2 separate regions of the Macaca mulatta genome follow, and region 2 is linked to region 1. The links are chromatin contacts, called in public Hi-C maps. All regions are on one chromosome and are shown on one strand. The core of a region is the stretch at or near the end of the contact, and the rest is flanking DNA. Distances in the headings are between cores, read along the strand shown. Region 1 holds the start of LRGUK (leucine rich repeats and guanylate kinase domain containing). Region 2 holds the start of SLC35B4 (solute carrier family 35 member B4).

Region 1 (7,530 bases), core at 4,293-6,792:
ACATTTGACACGATTTCCTCCTTTTCCTCACTCATGTCCCTTTTCTTACAGGAAGGCAGTACCCTCGTCCTTCTTCCGACTTGCTGTGAGCAGAGTTTATTTCTATATTATTAATAATTACTTCTCAGAGACTTCCTGCAGCACAGCCCAGCCAGCCTCCTCCCCTTTATCTCTATTGCTTCCCCTTCCCAGAATGCCCACTTGCTTCTCCTCTTTCAGGGTCTCGCTCAATTCTTACCTCTTCCCTAAAGCTCCTGAGCAATGCTGTCTTGGGACAGATTTGACCCCAACTGAGATTTTTCTCTTAACTCCCCTGGACTGGCTCAAGCATTGCATTATCTGAGTCCAGGAGTGAGCCCTGTCTGCCAACAGTGGTAAGGGGAAAGTGATGGCCACTGCTGCCTCCAATTCAGTCCCTCCGTGAAGACCTGTAACATAACTCCAGACCAATCAGGTGGAACCTCTCTCCTCTTGTATACTTTTAACTTACATGTTTGATGTAGGTGTCCTGCTGCTCCAACCGTAATGCAAATCCCTTGAATAAAGAGACCAAGACTTTAACTTTTTCTGTATCCCCAGTGCCTGAAACAGCCCTCTCTGTGTAGTAGGGCCTTATAGATTGTATGACCAGTCGGTGATAGTGGTGACTTGGGTGTTACCTGTGCTTTATATCAGAGCCTGCATGATTTGCTTTTCCGTAAAGCAGCACTGTTCCACACTTGTTCTTAACTAGATGAATTGTGTTGCTACTTTTGAAGTGTATGTGCTCTGGCAGGATTTCTCGAACCTTTCATGTGTCTGTCTTCTATTTGCTCTTCTTTCGGTTTTTATTATTCAGCGCCACTGGGACGCTTTAGTTATTAAAACTTGTGTCTCTCAAGCACTTCTTCCTTTTACCACCTCCTGTAATCACAGGAGTGCCTAGACTCTGAAGGCTCCCAAGAATTAAAAAGACACAAACTAGCACTCAGAGGGGCTAACAGGACTCATTTAGAGTCAGACCTTAGCAATTACTCATAAATTTCTTCCTGAATTTCTCCTGGTCGTCTTTGATCTCCCGACTGTCCTAGTGTAACATTCTCAAGTTCTCATATCTTCATCCCCAAAAGATTTCACACAGTCCCTTCTGGTCATCATTTTAATCATTTTGATTTTAAGTCTTTGTGACTTCCCTGATGATATGCAGTTTTGTGTCTGCTAAGATAATCCGAGCTAGAAATTCTCAGAAATCCTTATCTAGTCCTGTGTTCAGATTTTATTCACAACATGATGCTTGCAATTCCTTTACAACAATTCTTCATTGGCTTAACTTTTTTTTGCCTTGGTCTCTGAGCTTTTAAGATTATCTTTTCTTGGACTGCAATTTTTATCTTTGATCTCAACACCAGTATCTGATCTGGGTTTTCTATTATTGGGGCAACCTCCAAAGCGTCTTTGATAATCTGTTAGGATGGATATTATTTGGCTCAGTCGAATTCTGCCTAGATTTTATCAGATCTTATTAGCGCAATTACTTATGACAATTATATTCTGAATGTAGCTGATTTCTGCAAAGGTAACACCTGCATTCCTCATCCGTTGTTGGCTTTTCCCAACTTTATAATCATGAGGCTCTAAGTGTTTGTCTAACATTTTAAAGGGCCCCTCTCCACCATACTGGGTCAAGGCTCCAGGTGAAATTCTCATAGCTCCTATGTTTTCCCTCCTTAGCCCTTATGACAAATAAAACGACACGATTATTGGTGTAATTGTTTGCTTAATGTCTATATACCCACTAGGCTTTTATGAGATAATAAGCTTTCTTTTCTTCTTCCTAGACAGGGATAAGAGACCATCAAAGGATAATAAGTTAATTCATCAAATTATCTCAAATTTAAGGTTCTCCTCCATAAAGTTTTACTGAAGCAGTTGAGTGGAAGCACAGCATTTAGATTAAGGATGTAGGCTGGGAAACCAGACTTTGTATCCGAGTCCTAGTTTTGTCACTATTTGACACAGTGGATTGAAAGTTACATGACCTCTCTATGCCTATTCTTCCTCATCTATAATATGGGAATAATAATATTAATCTCTAGGGATTAAGTGAGTTTATATATGTAAAGCACTTAGTTGGCATTTAGCAATTACTCATAAATATGAATGTAGTTGTGTTTTAATTGTTATTATTATGTTAATACTAATGGTGCCTTCTATTGTCTATCTTCTCTCTTCATTTCAAGGTGTTCTGTAAAAATTTCAGTGTTCCATAAAAAATCACCATGAGTTGGAAGTGTTGCCATCTCAACTTGTCTGAGAAGCACTGTTTGTCCTTGCACAAAAGGGGTGTAAGTATGTACAGGGGAAGGGGACGCACATTCTTTGCCTTGCCCAAGGTCCACACTCCTAGAAAGGCATTCTTTCCAAATATAGGCAACAGAAGGTGTGCCTGGCCTCCTCTTTCCATTCTGAATGAGGTTAGGTGCTGGCTCCAGACTGGGGGAACAACTCAGTTGCACACAGAAGAGTTTGAGGTAAATAAGAGTTAATAATAACACCAACGCAAAGATATCATGAAGTTGAAGCTGGAGTCAGCACCCTCTTTCCAACTTAAGCTCTTTACCCCTTTGGTTCTCCCTCCAGGACAGCCTATCCTGGATGCCTTCTCAAAAAAGGCACTCTTGAGTATCATCATGTCACTCCTCTACTTTCTCCTTCCTCTCACCCAAGGTGGCAAGGATCCAGTGCTATCACAAAAGACCCTGCTCTCCAGAACAATCATATCCCACTGTCTTTGCCCACCTCACTTAATTCCCTGGTCAGAGAAACCTGAGGTCTTCCTGCCTGCTCCAACACACACACACACGCACACACACGCACGCACGCACGCACACACGCACCCCATTCTCACTCTCTCTTTCTCCCATTTTTAGAGTCTCACCAGGGCCAGGTTCTCTATGCCTTATGATAAGTTCCTGAGCAACTAATTCATACTTTTGGAGAAAGAAGAGTATTAATGGTTAATTTTAGGAGCTTTGGATCCAGGAAGACCTGAGTTGGAATGCCACTTTAGACACAAATTTTGTAACTGGGCAATTGCTTACCATCTTTGGGCCTCTTTCTTCTCCTTTGAAAATAGGGATGTCAATCCTATTTCAGAGGGTCGTTGGAATAATTAAACGAGATATGCGTACAGCACTTAGAACAGGCCTGGTTTACAGTAAACAATGAATAAATGGAAGTGATTATTGATGTTTTTGTACTAATCAGAAGAGTTTAGAGTAAATAGCTCCTCCCCTCACCTCCTCTCCCTCTGTCTAATTCTGTCTTCTCTGCCTGATGAAATAACTTGTTTTATGGATACAATGCCTTGTAATTCGATGCCCAGAATCCCACAGTAGGGATTCTATTAGTAAAAGTCCAGCCTAGTGAGCAGTTTGGTGAACTAGCATGAGCAAAAACTGAGCAACAAGAGGTCTAGACTCCAATTCCTGCTCTGGGGCTTACAAGCCAGGCAGTTTGGGGCAAGTCATTAGCCCCTGAAGGCTATTAATTTCTTCTGTAAAAAGAATTGGGATAAGATGGACTTGTAGTTTCATTCTGATTTTTATATTTTATGGTTATATATGAAAAGGTTTTTCTTTGAATGAATTCTTTCATTAATACTTAAAAAACCTCGACTGATGTATTTTTTCTTCTGAGACCTCTTATTGCATAGCTTTATCTTGACTCACATTTTTTTTCCACAGGCAAAAGTGGTAGTTGAAGGTGGACTGTGGAGTTGGTCATTCTAGGTCTGGACTTCAGTACCACCACTTGGCTTTTGACCTCTCTGAGTTATTTAACTTCTCTGAGGCTCAGTGGTCTCATCTGTCTAATGAGGATAGACAGAAGGTGGATATGAAGATGAAAGGAGGCAGAATTCTTAGACCATATGACCTCGAAGGCTATAGTTTGATTGCCCTGTGGGACATTAACCAGTTTTGTCTACAACTTGGCAAACTTATTTCAGAATGTCTTTTCTCATGGACTGAATACCTAATTACTATCTTCCTGATTTCTTCATTAATTAGTGAGTCGAATAGAATCTTTCACATGTGCTTCATTCTATTTTTTATATAAGAATGCTGTTTTTAACTTTTTGAAAATTATTCTTTGACTGCCTTCAGACACTCTCCTCAGTAGACCGACATTGGTGAAACTCGCTAGAAATGCTGATTAAGTTACTGAAAAAAAGAAAAACGATCGAGATTTACATTTTTACACTTTCTGCCTGATTCTTCCCTATGTCACTTAGCCAAAGCCAAGCCCTACAAGGGTTAAGCCCTACAAATTCCCTTGGAGGAATCTCTACTTATTGGAAAAAGAAATAAGCAAAAAGCAAGATGAGCCTGGCAGAAAGAGATACTTTGCTTATGGCCTTTACGTTTATGACTAGCAAGATAATGAAGGAAGGTAATTCTGAAAGCTTTATGTCAGTTTTAACGGCCCCTCAAGCACTGAGAAAGATAATAGTCAATGGATGGTGTCCATAAGGATTTTTTCTCCTTCTCCCCTGACAGCCATTGACAGGATCATTTTGTATTTGCAACTGCTGTCACTGAAGCGTGCAGAAAAGGCCCTGTAAGGCCAGGAGGATGAGGGTTACTTCCCTGCAAGGATCTCTATTGTCATCACTATGGCAATAATAGTTACTATAATTTTCATTCTGCTTTTCTATAGAGTGTCGACTTTGTGGAGCTTAAGGCTATGGGATTCGGGTCACATAAAATCACACTAGCATAAAATCACGCTTTGTTATCTTGCAAGAGTAATTTTTTAACTGCAAAGAAAGCCTATGCAACAATATTAAAATAATTGCCAATGCAGGTCACTTGACTAATATAATTATTTATGGGATGCTAATAGCTTTTCAGACGCTTTCAGATACAGTGTCAATTTGACAGCAGTTTTTTCTCTCTCTGTTTGGATTGTTAGACCACTGCCAGTTTTTCTCCCCAAGGACAAGGCTTATCATTGGGGGGTGGGGGTGGGGAATGTAAATTAATTGGAAATCAGCTCTCAGGCGTCGTCCGGTAGTTTCTCTTTATTATCTGCAATTAAATCATAAGGACAGGAACCATGCCTTCTATTTCACTTGTATGCACCCTCATCTCCTAGCATCGCGCTCTGCATAAATTTCAACGGTACTAGCTTTCCTACAGTCAGCTTTAGACACATTAGACACTTCCAAAGTACGACTCTGCGGCCCTTTGAGAATGAAGCGGGAACGTGGCGCACCTGCGATCCTAACGTGGGATGACAAAACTCTAAGAGGGGTCTCAGGGTAGGGAGGAAACGGCGGGAGACAAAGAAAGGGGGTATAGCGAAAAGAGGTGAAAACAAGAAAGAGAAGCGAACAGAACGGACCAAAGAGAGAAAAATAACAGAAGAGGCTGAGAAAAAGAAAAGTCAAGTGGAGCTCCCAATGCCCCGCCTGCAGAAGGCGAGCTCGCGCGGAGGAAACTACAGGCACCAGAATCCCCCGCGGTTCCCCTTGCCGGGGGTCAGTCTCCTAGGCAACCCCGCTAAACAAGATGGCGACCCCCAAGAGGGCTCTCGTGAGGACCAGAGCTTCCTCTCTCCTGAGAGGCTTGGGCAGATCCCGAACTGGAGCCCGATCGTTACAGTTTCGTTCAGAAAAAGAGCGTCAGCCTTGCTGGCCTTCTTTTCCCATGGGGCAGAAGACGAAAGGCAGGTCTAACAGAGCCTCCTCCCACCTGCTCCAGCAGCTCATGCACCCGGATCAGGAGCTGGACGTGGACGGAGACGAAGACCAGAGCGAGGGCGAGGCGGGATCCGAGGAGTCCTCAGAGTCCGAAATGCTGAATTTGGAGGTGTGTCTTCCCCCCGACTCCTCACTCCCTGGCTTCCTCGTCCAGCCGTCAGGGCCTGCTACTTCAGCAGCAGCTCCCTGATGCACCCCCACCAGCCCGAAGTTTCCCACACCTTGTCAGGCTCTCTCGCCTCCAGGAACGCCTCTTCCCCCACTTTTCTTCCCCTGTCTGTTACCCCATTTTCTCACCCCCTGCCTGAAATAGCTCTAAATATCTCCTTTCTTTTTTCATTAACACATTTGATTTCTTATGAGTCAAGTTAACACAGCGTCACTTTGAAAGAGTGTCTAGATAATTGTCTGGGAATTATGGCTTTAGCTTTTTCAAAATTATACTTTGACAGTCTTGTGAATAGGCAGAGTTCATCTCTGACATTGCCAGCACCTGTTGCCCATGGCTATGACATACTTCCACACTCTTCCTCAGTTTTAGTGCCGTCAGCCTCTCTCCAGGGAAAATAATAATAATAATAATAATAATAATAATAATAATAATCCTCTTTTGAAAGTGCTTCTTCAAAGACTAAGTGACTTAAAATTTGAATACATTACTTCTGTCAGGGGCATATGCCTTATACAAGCAACATGCACACACACCAGAAAAGAGCCCTAGAATGTTCAAACAGTCAGCTCATTGTGGGAGTATTTTAGGATGTGGGGAATGTTTCCATCATCCCACCTGTATTGACTGGGGTGGCGGCTTCACGTTTCACGTAACTGCTGATTCGATTCCCTCCTTTCTACAATACCTCTTCTGACCACCGCACAATTCCTCTTCTTTCTTACGCTTATTGTCGTCCTTTTCCTTTCTTAGTCCACTGCTGTCTTCTTGTCCTTTTTCACTTCTTATCACATCCCTTTTTTCTCTTGGCTTCCAATAAATTACTTTCTTTCAGAAGCGTAATTTAATTTGCTTCCTTTCTATTTTATTTATTTGTTTTTTGAGATGGAGTCTCATTCTGTCACCAGGCTGGAGTGCAGTGGCGTGATCTCCGCCCATTGCAAGCTCCACCTCCTGGGTTCAAGCGATTCTCCTGCATCAGCCCCCTGAGTAGCTGGGACTACAGGTGTGTGCCACCACGACCAGCTAATTTTTTTTTTTTTTTTTTTTTTAGTAGAGACGGGGTTTCACCGTGTTAGCCAGGATGGTCTGAATCTCCTGACCTCGCGATCCGCCCACCTTGGCCTCCCAAAGTGCTGGGATTACAGGCATGAGCCACCGCACCCGGCCTAATTTGCTTCGTTTCAATACACTGTTAGGTTCTTCTCTTTGTCTTGGCTGCCAGGAAACTTAGATTCAATAGTTTTTCTTAATTTCAAAGTTTTCTTTATGTTTTCTCTCCCCTTTCCTTTTCTTTGACAGTATAAATTGCATGAAATTCTTTTCAGAAGTAAATATAATGTAGAGAAGTAGAATATTTTCTTTTCTTCTTTCTTTCTCTTTCTTTCTTTCTTCTCCTTCCTTCCTTCTTTCCTTCCTTCCTTCCTTCCTCCCTCCCTCCCTCCCTCCCTCCTTCCCTACCTCCCTTTCTCCCTTCTTGCCTTCCTGCTTTCCCCTCCTTCCCTCTTCTCCTTCCTTCCTTCCTTCCTTCCTTCCTTCCTTTTGTCCTTCCTCCCTCCCTCTCTCTCTTTCTTTCTTTCTTTTTTCCTACCTTCTCTCCCTTCCTTCCTGCCTTCCC
Region 2 (7,558 bases), core at 1,301-3,800, 180 kb after region 1:
TCCTTCAAAACTCTGTGAAGCTGGAAGAACCATCATCACCATTACCTCCTTTTACAGTTGGGTCAGACTCAGGGAGATCAAGTAATTCAGTCAGGGGCTCACAAAGTAGTAAAGAGGGGATTTAGTTGCTTGCATATTCTCATGTCATATAGCCTTTGGCAAGATTTAATTTAATGGCATATTCAACACAAATATTACCATTATTCCCTGACTTTCATTTCCATGGCTGGCCTGATGAAATCACTTCTTGATATTTTCTTTTTTTATTTTTTGAGACGTAGTCTCGCATTGTTGCCCAGGCTGGAGTGCAATGGTGCTTTCTCGGCTCACTGCAACCTCTGCCTCCCAGGTTCTAAGGATTCTCCTGCCTCAGCCTCCTGAGTAGCTGGGATTACAGGTGTCCGCCACCATGCCCAGCTAATTTTTATATTTTTAGTAGACACGGGGTCTCACCATGTTGTCCAGGCTGGTCTTGAACCCCTGACCTCGTGATCCACCCACTTTGGCCTCCCAAAGTGCTAGGATTACAGGTGTGAGCCACTGTGCCTGGCCGACTTTTTTATATTTTCACATCAACTGCTACCAAAGTGGCCTTCCTTTAAAAGTGTATCAGACTTACAGTTGGATACAATTTTTTTTTGTCATTTTTATATCCCTCACCACCCTCACCCAAGTCAAATAAAAGACCCTCAACCTAAGTCAAATAAGAGACCTTTATCAACACTTTCTGTATAACAAAATTTCAAGCTCCATAACAGCAAAACTTAACCCCATACAGACTTTACCTTAAATAAACTGGTTGCTTCGGGATGACTTAATCAATGATATCCAATAAAATAAACTTCTAGTAGGCACCACATGAAGAACTGGATAACCAAAATCTATGGGCTGCTCAAGTTCAAAACTGGCAGGGAGGTTGAAAAAGGTATTGGACTAGGAGCTTAGATATCTTGGCTCCCATTTCTGGCTCTGCCACTTACAAGCAGTGAAAGGTCACCTAACTTCTTTGGACCATTTCCACTTCAGTAAAACAGTTTATAATTCTTGACCTATCTTCTGCACAGGATTGTTCGGATGATCAACAGAGATACAAGCTGAGTATCTCTCATCTGAAAATCTGAACTCTGAAATGCTCTAAAAAATCTGAAACTTTTTGAGCACTGATATGATATTACAAGTGAAAAATTCCACACCTGACACCTTTGCTTTCTGATAGGTCAGTGTATACAAACTTTAATCCATGTACAAATTATTAAAAATATTGTATACAATTACCTTCAAGCTAAGGTTATGTGTATAAGAAACACAGACGAATTTGTGTTTAGATTTGGGTACCATCCCTAAAATATCTCATTATGTATATGCAAATATTCCCAAATCAAAAAAAAACGAAATACAAAACACCCGTTCCCAAACATTTTAAATGAAGGATACTCAACTTGTAATGTATAGATTCAGAAACACGAGCTGGAAAACACTATAAGTATTGTTTTACTGCCAGGAAAAGGAGGCCCAGAGAGGCTAAGTGACTTGAAGGGCTACACAGCCAGTGGATGACGGAGCCAAGAGTGAAATTTCACAACACAGCTTTTTAGTCCTAGAGCCTTTTCCACACCACCTGTTGTCTCTTCTGTAATAGCTTCTATCCACTGAACTTTGCACATTCAAAGCGACCTCAAAGAGCCCTCTCGGGTCACTTGAACCAATCTTCTACATAATTTTTTTTTTTTCTTTTTGCAAGCGACCTCAAAGAGCACTCTCGGGTCACGTGGACTGATCTTCTACATAAAAATCTGTTCTACCGCATCATTTATGTATGCACTCATAACCATCTCCAAGGCCAATAAAGCAAATGCTTTGCAGGATGCCGTAATAAAAGTAAAACTTTCTTTGCAGCATGTACAAAGACTCTGTACGTCAAAAACCTCTGCTCAAGTCCAGCCTGTGCCATTTAACAGGATCGAAAAAAGAGCTGGAGTTGGATGGGAAGGAAGAGAGAGAGTGGTTTGGTGAAGGAACCTTGGTTTTGACACTAGCTCTCCGCCGACCTTGGACCGGTTATGTGAAAAACTCTTCAGGCTTCAATCAATCCCCCCCGAATGTGGAAAAGGGGTGACAACAGCAACACCTTGAGTGTTCCCCCCGCAGGAATGCTTTGAAACTGTTAGGCGGGACTGCGGCCGGTGCGCAGTTTTGGGAAGCAGCGCACTCAGCGGGGTCCCAGGCTGCCCAGACAGGACGGATTGTTGGGGGGCTCAGGCCGTCCTGCCCCGGGCTCCGTGGGCGGCGGGGTGGGGCCAGGGCGTGGGCGCGTCCCGGGGGGACCTCTCCTCCGGCTTCCTCCGCCCCGCCCCGGGAGACCGGGTGCGGCCCGAGCGGGTCACTCACCGGGCCAGGAGCTCTAGGAAGATCACGTTACTGCAGCAGCCTGCGAACACCAGGCCCACCGCCAAGGCCGGGCGCATGGCCGGTGCAGGGTTCGGGGAGCGAGCGCACAGAGTAAGCGCCCGCTTATACCGCTACCCCAGGAAGCCGGCCTCCTGCCTCGCCGCAGCGCAGCACATCGCACGGTCCTGGAGAGCCGCTCTCACCGGGAGCGCCGGGTCTCCCCTTCCCCCGCGGTCAACACCGACGCTGCCACCAAGGATCTGTAGTTCGCAGTCAGCCTCGGTCCCATTCATCCGAGGGGGCGTCCGAGCCCCAGCCAGACTACATGTCCCAGGATGCCGTGCACCTTTACGTCAGGCTGCGCCATTCCCGCTTCCGCCAGGCAGCTCAGCCAGAGAAGACGGGGGACGAGGTGCCCGGCATCCCTCGCGCGGTAGGCGGCCGCGGGGCTTGCTGGGAAATGAAGTCCCAAAGGTGACTGTTTATTGCGAGAACGCCCAGAGCGCAGAAAGTAACTCGGCCGCCAGGGTCACAACAAACTTGCTGGCAGCGGCGGCACTAGAACTACAGAGATGTGACTGCTTGTTATAGATACCTTCTAGCATCTGAAACAACTCTGCTTCTTGAACTAAGTGGAAGTAGAAATTCATCTGAACTTACCTCTCTACCTCTGGTAAAGAATAGTGGGACTCAGAGGGTCTGAGGTTGAATCTTGGCTCATCAGCGCTGCTGTCTCAGGCTACTTCTCTGAGCCTCAGTCTCACCTTTGGTAAAGAGAGGATCGAGAATGCCTATCTCACCTGGAGGTTGTGAGAATTAAAATATATGATCTCTGAAAAGCCTAACATACTAAGTGTATTGCTTTTATATTATCATTCTTAATGAGGCACCCAGGGCACTAATTGACTCTGTTAGCAACTCTATTAGCAACTCTATGGTGAGGACTCTTTCTTTTCTTCGCTTTCTCTCTCTAAGAACCAACCTTCCTTCCTAGCTTGCTTCCTTCCTTCCTTCCTTCCTTCCTTCCTTCCTTCCTTCCTTCCTTCCTTCCCTTCCCTTCCCTTCCTTCCTTCCTTTTTTTTTTAATTTTAATTTTTTTCACCCGAGACACAGTGCCCCCAGAACATGTACCCCAGGACTTTCTTTCATTCATTGTTGTAATGTGCCAGCACTGTTCAGACTCAAGACGGGTGCTCATTAAATACTGAATTTCACAGGTAGTAGGCATTCTATTCATGTTAGTTCTTCCTACTCACCTTTTTAAGGCAGCAGTTCTCAAATTCTAGAATGCATTAGAATTAAAACGTGGAGTGCTTGTTAAAAATACAGGTTTCTAGAGCCCATACACAAGGATTTTGACTTGGTAGGTCTAAAGTGAGACCCAGTAATCTGCACTTGATAACGAGTACCTCAGATGATTCCAGTGTGATCTCCCAGCCACGGGGGAAAAAAGCATTCCAAACTATATTGCAGATCTCGAGAAAGACTTCAGAGGGTTCATGTCTCACAGGAAATAGCAAAAACAATATAACATTCCAAAATTCTACCTAGCTTTGTACCGTGTACTTTGCTATTGCTGTTGGATTCTATTCAATGGAAATATTTGGTGTGGTAAAACACTAAGCAGTAATGCTAACCTTTTATAGTAGACACTGGGAAGCAGAAAGGAAGTGTAAACATGTTTCCATCAAAAACTAGTCTTGCTGGGTAGATGAAGTGTGCATACCTATTTTACAAATAAAGAGCAGTGGGTCACTAGCTTATGTACATAATATGTGCTTAACAAACACTTGTTGATTGAGTAAATAAGAGTCAAGTCGAATGGCTCAGATTGAGTGCTATGAGAATACCCCTGTAAGAAGAAGGAAGTGTGCCTTCTTTTCACCATTAAGATCTGATGGCTGATACAGGCATTTTTGCTGGTAGAAGTGCCTGGACATTGGCAGTTTTCAGAGCCCCCAGGTGATTTGACTGTGGCCCGAGCGGAGCGGGGCCAGCTAAGTTTGAGAACCACTGAGGTAAAGGAAGGGAGTACCTTAAAGAGCTAAGATTAAGGATAATAGCAATGGATCATCTTTAAGACTGCACCTCAGTCTAATTGAATCAGAATCGCTGGGGGTGGGACTTGGCTATCAGTCATCTTTAAAGCTCTCCAAGTGATTCCAATGTACAGATGTGGTTGAGAGCCACTGCTTTACTTGAATTCTCAGTGGTTCTCAATCCTGGCAGCATAATAGAGTCACACAAGATATATGTGTGTGTATATATGTATACACACACACACACATACACACAAACACATATATATACACACACCAATTATATATATACACACACACGTGTATATACCGGTTATATTCATATATACATATATATACACACACACACACATATATATAACTGGTATATATACAGGTATATAGTAGTGCCAGTTCTACTTCAGACCAAATAAAGCAGACTATCTGGGAGTGAGGCTGAAGCAATGATACTATCTCCACCTTCACTATAGATAATCCTACCAAGAGGAAGGCTGATCTGGATTTTCATCTGGATTTCATTAGAGGAGATTTCTCTTCACACAGACCTTCATTTTCCATATATGCCAAGAATTTCGAAGCCCTTAAAGGATGTTCTAAACATTTCTCATTACATCTCAGATAAAAACCAAAGCATGCCTAAGTGATTGAACAAGAAAAAATGGCCTGAGTACTGTAGTATCTACACAAGTTCTGTATCTTCCTTCCTTCCTTCACATTTCTGTCTTGACCTACTGCAGTGAGTAATTTAATGTGCATGTTAATCACCTGGGAATCTTATTAAAATGCAGATTCTGACTCACTAGGCCTGCAGTGTGGCCTGAGATTCTGCATTTCTAAGAAGCTCCCGGGTGATGCTGATGCTACTGACCTGTTGACCGCAGTTGGAGAGCAGAAGCCTGTAAAATCGTTAACTCTGAAGACCTCTCTATCCTCCCCTCTGATTCGCTTAGAGAGCTTTTGCTAGCAAACCCGTCCTCAGACCAAAATCATGCTCAAAGAAACTAACTTATCTTTCTTCCTCCCTCATTTTACCATCAACTGTCTTTAAAGAGTAATCTATATTTGTAGTCTTGTTAAACCTCCAATCAGCTTCTTAAAGTACTCTGATCAATGTCAGGATATTAAAAGTAGTCCTGTTTAGAGCCGTGATGACTTTTTAATTGTCAACACCATATATCACAGTCTCACCTTACTTTTTACAATGAAAACCCATTATTTCTGGACATTCTCTTGTCCCTCCGTTTATAAGACATGAGTCTCCTGTTTCTCTTCTGACTTCTCTGACTTACCCTTGCCAGTTTCCTTAATGGGCTCTCCTCCTCTGACCGCTGGGTTCGCCTTTCAGAGTTCCATCATTTATTCCCTCCTCTTATTGCCCTGCACATGTTCTCTTGGCAATTTCACCTGTGGAACTTCCACCATTACCATACGGAACAGTGATCCTATGTGTATGTCTATGTACAGCCCCCATTTCCCTGTGTCCTCAACCAAAATTTCCAGCACCTTTGGAATGTTCACTAATATTTCCCTGTAAACCCCTCACCATCAGGGCATACACATTTCATTACCTACCCTCCCTAATAGGCCTTTATTTCTATTAAGAACACTGTACTCTACTTCTTCTCTTTGGGAAAAACCTGAAAGATTTACATCTTCCTCTTTTTTCCACTGCACATGTATTTGCTCTTTATATCCCGTCGGTTCCACCTCACAAGTATCTCTAGATTCCAGCCTTTCTTTTCCATTCCCATTGACATCCACTTCTCCTCCTGTAAAGGCCTCCTAACATCTTGATACCTTCAGCCTCTGTGTTCTTTAACCCATCCTTCCTGCTGCCTCCAGGCTGATTCCAAAAACCCCAAATCTTCATGTCTCATTGCTATTCCAATTGTGTAGTACAACATAACAAACCACCCCAAACTGTAGTGATTCAAAGCAAAACAAACAAAGAGAAAAACCCAAACACTGTATTTCTCACTCAGGTTCTGTGTGTTGACCATGCCCAGCACACAGCTACTCTGTCCTCTGTTTGGATTCTCATGCAGTTGCAGTCAGATGTGGGCTGGGGCTGGAGTTCACTGAAGGCTCAAAAAGGTTGATCCCCGAGATGGCAGGAGCAAGTCTCTTAACATGGTGTCTCTTAGGCCATGCTTGCTCACAACATGGTGGATTCAAGATAGTTGGAATTCTTAAATGGTAACTTATTTCACCTAGAACAAACATTCCAAGATATTAAGGCGGAAGCCGTGGTGGCCTCTGAAGTCACACAGTGCCACTTGTGCCACACCCTATTGATTCTGTAGGACCAAGCTTGATTCACTGTGGGAGAAAAGTAACACAATCATCAGTTGTGTCTGTGTGGGAGGAACGTCTTTGAAGTCTAGCTATATACAGTGTTCCTTGATTCCTTGTGTAAAAGTCACACTTAGTAGAAGGCATATAAACATCACAGTCAAGCCTCAGTTTACCTCTTTGGTTTTATCTTGTGTCATTCTCCCTAGAGCTACCTGGGCTCCACTCACATAAACTCACTCTCTTCTCTGAGTTTACAGTAACTTTCAAAATTCCTACCTGTGCATATGCTGTTCTGTCTGCTTGGACTATCCTTTTCTCTTTAGCCAACTCCTGTTCATCCTTTTACAGTGGCCAGAGAGGACAGTAGAGTGAGTAGATACCTCTACGTTGTGCAGGAGGAAGGTGCCATACTAAGATGTCATTTTTCTGTGTGTAGCTTTTCTTTCCTCTTTTCTTTGTTTTTGGAGGGGGAGTTTTGCTCTTGTTGCCCAGGCTGGAGTGCAATGGTGCGATCTTGGCTCACTGCAACCTCTGCCTCCAGGGTTCAAGCCATTCTCCTGCCTTGGCCTCCTGAGTAGCTGGGATTACAGGTGCCTGCCAGCATGTCTGGCACATATAAATATATGTATAAATATATATATAATATTTTTAGTAGATAAGGGGTTTCACCATGTTGGTCAGGCTGGTTTCAAACTCCTGACCTCAGGTGATCCACCTGCCTCAGCCTCCCAAAATGCAGGGATTACAGGGATGAGCTACTGCTCCTGGCTGCTTTTCAATGAACCATTCATGGCTCCCTTCTCTATAACTCCAGCACTCCTCCATACCCCCACTAA

What was found. Hi-C and Micro-C count contacts between places; a contact is called where the count stands out from the background.
Region 2: a contact with region 1 is called in a Hi-C map of fetal cortex germinal zone, with 1.7 times the contacts expected there. The contact joins the promoter of SLC35B4 here to the promoter of LRGUK in region 1. A contact is called at or near these places in 3 of 14 Hi-C or Micro-C datasets (cortical neurons, fetal cortex germinal zone and fetal cortical plate).

The regions. Positions count from the first base shown.
Region 1 is chr3:173,821,566-173,829,095 of T2T-MMU8v2.0, forward strand. It overlaps LRGUK (leucine rich repeats and guanylate kinase domain containing), which reads left to right and starts at 5,543. Exons shown (of 20, transcript XM_001100217.5): 1 at 5,543-5,852. The coding sequence starts at 5,553.
Region 2 is chr3:174,005,519-174,013,076 of T2T-MMU8v2.0, forward strand. SLC35B4 (solute carrier family 35 member B4) reads right to left here and starts at 2,551. Exons shown (of 10, transcript NM_001257677.1): 1 at 2,389-2,551. The coding sequence starts at 2,465.